2 separate regions of the Mus musculus genome follow, and region 2 is linked to region 1. The links are chromatin contacts, called in public HiChIP or PLAC-seq maps. All regions are on one chromosome and are shown on one strand. The core of a region is the stretch at or near the end of the contact, and the rest is flanking DNA. Distances in the headings are between cores, read along the strand shown. Region 1 has its middle 29 kb from the start of Gfpt2. Region 2 holds the start of Mapk9 (mitogen-activated protein kinase 9).

What was found. HiChIP or PLAC-seq counts read pairs in DNA pulled down with a chosen protein or histone mark.
Region 2: a contact with region 1 is called in an H3K27ac HiChIP or PLAC-seq map of embryonic stem cells, with 18 read pairs. The contact joins the promoter of Mapk9 here to the enhancer-like site in region 1. A contact is called at or near these places in 4 of 39 promoter capture datasets (cranial neural crest, frontonasal cranial neural crest, pre-B cells and 1 more), 1 of 15 datasets of contacts at CTCF or cohesin (the NIH/3T3 cell line), 6 of 484 Hi-C or Micro-C datasets (DN3 thymocytes, the G1E-ER4 cell line, the N1E-115 cell line and 2 more), 13 of 115 datasets of contacts at active chromatin or transcription factors (double positive thymocytes, embryonic forebrain, embryonic hindbrain and 5 more) and 3 of 9 other capture datasets (adipose tissue, liver and pancreatic islet).

What each region holds. Positions count from the first base shown.
Region 1 is chr11:49,763,462-49,766,322 of GRCm38.p6, forward strand. No RefSeq gene overlaps it. Among named protein-coding and RNA genes, the nearest start is that of Gfpt2, 29 kb to the right of the region's middle. Within about 2 kb of position 1,365, at least 139 of the 459 cell types and tissues checked have an H3K27ac peak or open chromatin away from gene starts, as enhancers often do. A contact at or near this core is called in DN3 thymocytes, the N1E-115 cell line, adipose tissue and 5 more, where this site is marked.
Region 2 is chr11:49,845,257-49,848,145 of GRCm38.p6, forward strand. Mapk9 (mitogen-activated protein kinase 9) reads left to right here and starts at 1,495. Exons shown (of 12, transcript NM_207692.2): 1 at 1,495-1,719. Gm36507 (a long non-coding RNA gene) reads right to left here and starts at 1,041. Exons shown (of 4, transcript XR_003949545.1): 1 at 959-1,041.

The DNA.
Region 1 (2,861 bases), core at 115-2,614:
GGAGGTATATACTGAGGGAGGCAGATGAGATGAGATGCAGGGCAATGCAAGCCACAGTGCCCAAGGATGGCCACAAGGAACACTAGATAGTATTAATGAGGGAGCCAAAGGCAACCCCTGCAGCTCAGCAGACACAACTGCATCTTCCTTACAGGAGCCTGTGTCTCCAGTGTCTTCTCAAGGCTGGTAGCTCTCTCCACTCCCTGCTTCCCCAGCCTGGCCTCCTATTGCTCTGCCTTGTCCAGCTGAGCTCCATGCTGTGTCTGGAAGTCATTAATGAACAGCAGGGGCCTCTGGCTGTCTGCACAGCCAGTTAAACCCTGGGGTGAGGGCATGAAAGGATTCACAGTCCTACCCCAGAGAAACAGTGAGCTGGGGTGAGGGTTGGGGTGTCCTGGAGGCTTGAGAGGGAGAACAGGAAAATGAGTAAATGTGTGGGTTTGAGGGGCTGCAGATCTTTTCACAGAAGGAAGGGAATAGTGTTGGTCTGAGCTGGCTAGTCAGCAGAGGCGAGGGATCCTGCAGGCCCCCTGCCTACAACTCTGCATCCTTGCAAAGGAGAACCTCCACCGAGGTCCATGGTGGACCTTGGGTGATGAAGATCTTTGCCTTTCTGGGACCCTCCTCCAATCTGAACAAACAACTCAGAAGTGTTGGAGCAGGTGACTGAGAATAGACCACAGGCTAGGGCAGCCAGAGAAGAGAAGGCCAGAGGGTCAAGTCACATGAGAGTGCCCACGTGGGCATGCAGAGCTGGAGCCTTGGAGGGAGAGAGGAACAAACCTCACACTCCCTTCCTCCTCCAAGAATACTATTGCTTGGACTGAGGGAGCTTTGACATGGGGTGCGAGTTGTGGCCCCTGCCACAGTAGAGACCTAGCCTGGAGGGGTCTGCCTTCACTGCCAGGGTTACTATTAATGTTAGCCCATTTTACGGACAGGAAAGTGTGGTTAAGAAGACAAGGTTATGTGTGCAAGGTCACATAGATCAGAACTGCAGCTGTTTGGACCTGTCAACTTCAAGGTCCCCAAGCCCTGGGAAGAGCCCTAAAGGGAAAGTAGTATTAAAATGTGCTCCCAAAAACCAGAGCCCCCACCAAACTCCTGGGCTGCCAAGCAAACCATTTTTACTCCAGAAGAAGTGAGGGTCCCTCCCTCCTGCCCACTTCCCCTCCCTGACAACCTCCGCCCCCCCCCTCCGTCCCCCCCCTGCTCCCAGGGTGCTGGCTGAGTTCTCTAGCACATTCTTGGCTGCCCCTTGTTCCAGGCTCCCCAGGGGCAGATCTTTCCGGTCCCTTCCTGTTCCAGCTCACCAGCACTGGCTGCAGACTCACAGTTGAAAGGGCCAGGTGCTCAAACTTGGAGCTTGGCTGAACAAGGTTTCTGTTCTTTCTCTGAGAGCTGGGGGCTGGGCTGGGAGATCTCCTCACCAGTGAGAGGAGGGGCTTAACTTAGCCAAAGCCTTCAGCAGCAGAAAAAGCCCGCGATTCTCAGAAGAGGGGCCTTCTCCATTTCAGAACTCAGTGTTCCAAGTTGGAAACTAGTTTCTGTGTTCATCGTAGAATTTTGGCAAGGACTAGGTGCGGTTTCGCAGGATGGAGGGGCTTCCAAGTGTCACCAAGAAGTGTCTCCTGGACTCTGTGAGCTTCCTCCCCAGTTTATAGATTCTGTACCAAGGATAGACACCAGGGATCAGGGCCAAGGATAGACACCAGGGATCAGGGCCCCTCCAAAGTCACTTTCTGAGAAAGATCTTTTTGAATTATCTGGTGAATGTCTTCCTTGCTGCATTTTGGGTTTCTTGCTTGCTTTGTTGTTGTTGTTTGGTTACAATAAAAATAATTTTACTTTAAAAATGCAAAAGAAAAATGTCACTGTTGGATTATTTGGAGTTTATTGAAATTGGAATTCAGAGAAACTATTCAGGAACTTTGTTTAAAAGTAACTTTCTCTCTCTCTCTCTCTCTCTCTCTCTCTCTCTCTCTCTGTGTGTGTGTGTGTGTGTGTGTGTGTGTGTGTGTGTGTGTGTGTGCACCTGTGCACCTGCTTGTCTGTATGTGCACCATTTGCTTGCCATACCTGTGGAAGCCAGAGGAAGATGGCAGATCCATTGGAACTGAAGTTACAGGCAACTGTGAGCCACTCAGTGTGGGTGCTGGGAACCCAACCAAGGCCCTTTCCCAGAGCAGCAAGTGTTCTTAACTGCTGAGCCACCTCTGCAGCCCTTCAGTCTTAATGTATAAAGAGACTGAGTTGGCTTTTCTTTGTCTCTGTGTCTGTGGTGTGTGTTGTGCTCCTGTGTATAGACACGAAAGCCAGAGGTTGCTGGTGGTGGTTCACTCTTTGCTTTATCTTTTGAGACCAGGTTCCCCACTGAACCAAGATATCACCAAGTTAGGCAGACTCATACTCCAGCCACAATGATCCTCCTATCTCTGCCCTTCCCTTACACTGTGCACAGTGCTGGGATTACAGGCAGGCAACCAAGCCCAACTGTTTATATGGGGCTAGGGATCCAAAGCCAGGTCCCCAGGCTTTACACAAGTCCTCTTTCACACCGAGGACCTCCCACCCTGGGAAATGTCTATTCTGCTTGTGATTTTTGTTGGTTACAGTCTAAAAACAGGCAGTTCATCGCCTTGAGTCTCTGATAAAGCAGCTTATCATGATGGAACACAACTGTCCACCTAGTAAACAGGAAGCAAAGAGACAGGAAGTGCTGGGATCTGAAGAGTGTGCTAGAGACCTCTCACTAGGTTCCACCACCTCCCAGTGGTACCATGCGGGAGGCAAAGGATGTCAAACCCGCACCTTTGGGGGATGGATGCTCTTTTATAGCAGAACCTTGGGCATCCCTGGCC
Region 2 (2,889 bases), core at 245-2,744, 82 kb after region 1:
CAATGCCTCCCTAAGATTGGTCTGTAATAAAGTTTGTGGGGACATTTTCTTCACAAATGATTGATGTGGGAGGGCCTAGCACACTGGAGGCAGTTCCATCCCTGACCTAGTGAGCTGCGTTCCCCCACTTCCTCTGCTTTGGTTCCTGCCTTGAGTTTCCTACTTCCTTTAACGATGGAGTGTGACCTCAGAGTTCTAATCCAAAATAAACCCTCTCCTCCCCGAAGTGCTTTCTGGTCATTGTGCCTTGTCACACCAATATAAAAGCAGAATAGGACAGAGACACTGTGATTGTCTGGATCCCCTTCTCGACCCTACTGCTCCTCTGAGCCTCCACCACCCTAGTTCAGTGCTTGAAACCAGAGTCACAGCTCTCTTCAAATTCTGCGGAGATTCATGGGGCCTCCTAGTCTCTTGATCTTCCTATACGCAGAGTCCTTCTCCCTGGCTCCTCCTTGGCATCTTGTGACTACAGCTCTACCACCATAGACACCACTTGTCAACTACTGTCTCCATTTTTCCAATCCCTTATTGACCAGTCCTCAGCCTAACCTGTTCGTAGCTTCCCTCAGTGTGTTCAACGTCCCTGTCTCACTTGCAGCCTCTCTATCAAAACACAGAGTAGTCAGAATCCCAAATTCTGAGTTTTCCAAACATCTGATTCACCTCAGACCTTCTGGAACCTACTTGAGAGCCAGAGGTCTGCAGAAGCGTCAACAAAAGCAGCAGTGTTAAAGACCCACTGTCTAGAAGCCCTTCAGCACTGGACGGACACCCTCCTCACCCCTCTACACCAAAGCAGAAACTTGTCTCTTATAAGAGGCCTCTTTAGGCTATACCCGTCACTGACTCATCAGGGTCATGGTCACCGTCTCCCCAACCCCCACCTTCTGGACATCTGGCCGCACCCCTGTTATGATCCCATTCAGTGTGGCATCTGCCTTAGTGAAAAACAAACCCCAAGGCCCCGCGGCTTGTCCTGGTTCTTCCTCCGGGGCCGTTGTACTCCAGGTTCCCAGGCTTCAAGTCCTTGATCATGCCCAGAACTCTTGTCTAACCCGGCTGTCTTTAGTCCTTTTCCAAGTCGCCTCTCCATTTGCACCTGCTACAACCGAGGCCTGACAATGGCTCCTACACTGTAGTCGCAAAGTCACGCCTCGCCCCTCCCCGGCTCTGGCTCCCCTTGGCCCACCCTCTCCGGCGCATGCGGGTCTCCTGGCCCTGGAGGGCGGGCTCAGGAGACGGTCCTAGCTTGACCTGGATCCCTAACTCTGTGCACACTGGCGGACGCTCTTCCAGCAAGCAGACGGTCAGACGGCGAGCCGCCTAGGGGGCGCCACTCTGCACTAGGGCATCCAGAGCGCGCCACTGGCCCCGCCCACACCCAGCCTCCAGCCACGCCCGTACTGCCCAGCCTTGCCCACCCCCAGTCTCAATTGGTCCCGCCTGTCTGGATATCCTAGTTCTGATTGGCTGGCCTAAGAATCCGTCAGACTGAGCGCCGCGGCGGCGGCGGCGGCGGTGGCAGCAGCGGAGCAGAAGGGAACCGGACCGGAAGGGTCGCAGCGCCCCGCGCCCCTCACACCCACTGCGACGGCGACGGGGCGGAGCAGAGCGGGGCGGGGCGACCGGGTCCAGGTCGTGGAGCTGGGTGCCGCCAGAACGCATCGCCGCCAGCGTGCCCTCCCTCTGCCTCCGGCGCGGCGGCGCGGAGCCGAGGTGAGCCGGGCGGGCGGCTAGGCCTGGCGGGGCTGCTCGGGCCACGCAGGGCCTGGGGTGCGGGGCTCAGGGGGTGGACTGCTCGGTACTGCCCGGCTATCCACGGTTCCGCGGTCGTTCTCTCCCGCCTGGTGTGTGCAGCCCCAGGGCTGCAGGCCGGCTGTCTGGCCGGGCCCCAGCAGACCTGCCCGCAGGGATCTGTGGGCGCCTTTCCTCCAGCTGTGAGGCACGTCGCTGCACCCCGCTGCATGCCCTGGAGCCTGAGCTCTGGTCCCCGCGACCTTGGCGGTGACTGCGACCCTCACTGGCCCTCTGCTTTCCCCTCGGGAGTAATGGTAGAATGTCTAGGGTTTGGTCGGGGTTGTTAACGGGCAGTGTAACTGTCTCAAAGCGTTAGGGCAGAGAAGCCTAAGGCGCACATTTGAGAGCATCTGAGTGGGTAAATAAATGCTCCCTTGCTGATGTGAGTGTCGTAGGAACTCCCCCTCATCCGCTTAGAGTCCTCCCCCACTTCTGCCCCCCCTCCCGAGCCTTGTCATTCATCTTCAGTGCCCAGCAAAGCCAGAGTGGGCCCTGCCCACCTCCTCCGCCACTCCTTCCCCTCTTAACAGAAGCAGATCTCTGCTCTCCTATCCTAAGCTCACCTGCCTTGGGCATGCCAAAATCATTTATTTACCTCAGGACCTTTGCACTTCGATTTCTCTATGTTCAGAGTTGTCTATAAGATTTTTACCCAGCTGTCTTCTCTCACATCGCTTCCTCCTGTGGTTCAGTGTCTTGTTATAGGCGAGGCCTACCTAGCTTGACCACCCTTTTCCCTCGCTTAGTCATTCTCGCTCATCAGTTTCTTTAATTTTCCATCCAGTACCTACTCTGGATTGATGCTATCTGATTTATTGCCCCGTCCTTTTTGTATAGCATGGTGAGTACAGGTAGTTGTTTCATCTGTAAAGTCAGATCAGTGAATGAACAGTAAGACCATCCCTGCCTATTATTATCTCTGCTTTGTCCATTTTGTTGGTGACTTTAACTTGTGAAACTTGTAAGCAAACAGACGCTGATTCTCACTTTGTGAAATATTTTCATGTTTTTAATCTCTTTCTAGTAGCTGTCAGAACAATTTGTGATAAAAAAAATACGTTTTGGTAAGAGTTTTGCTCTGGCTTCCTT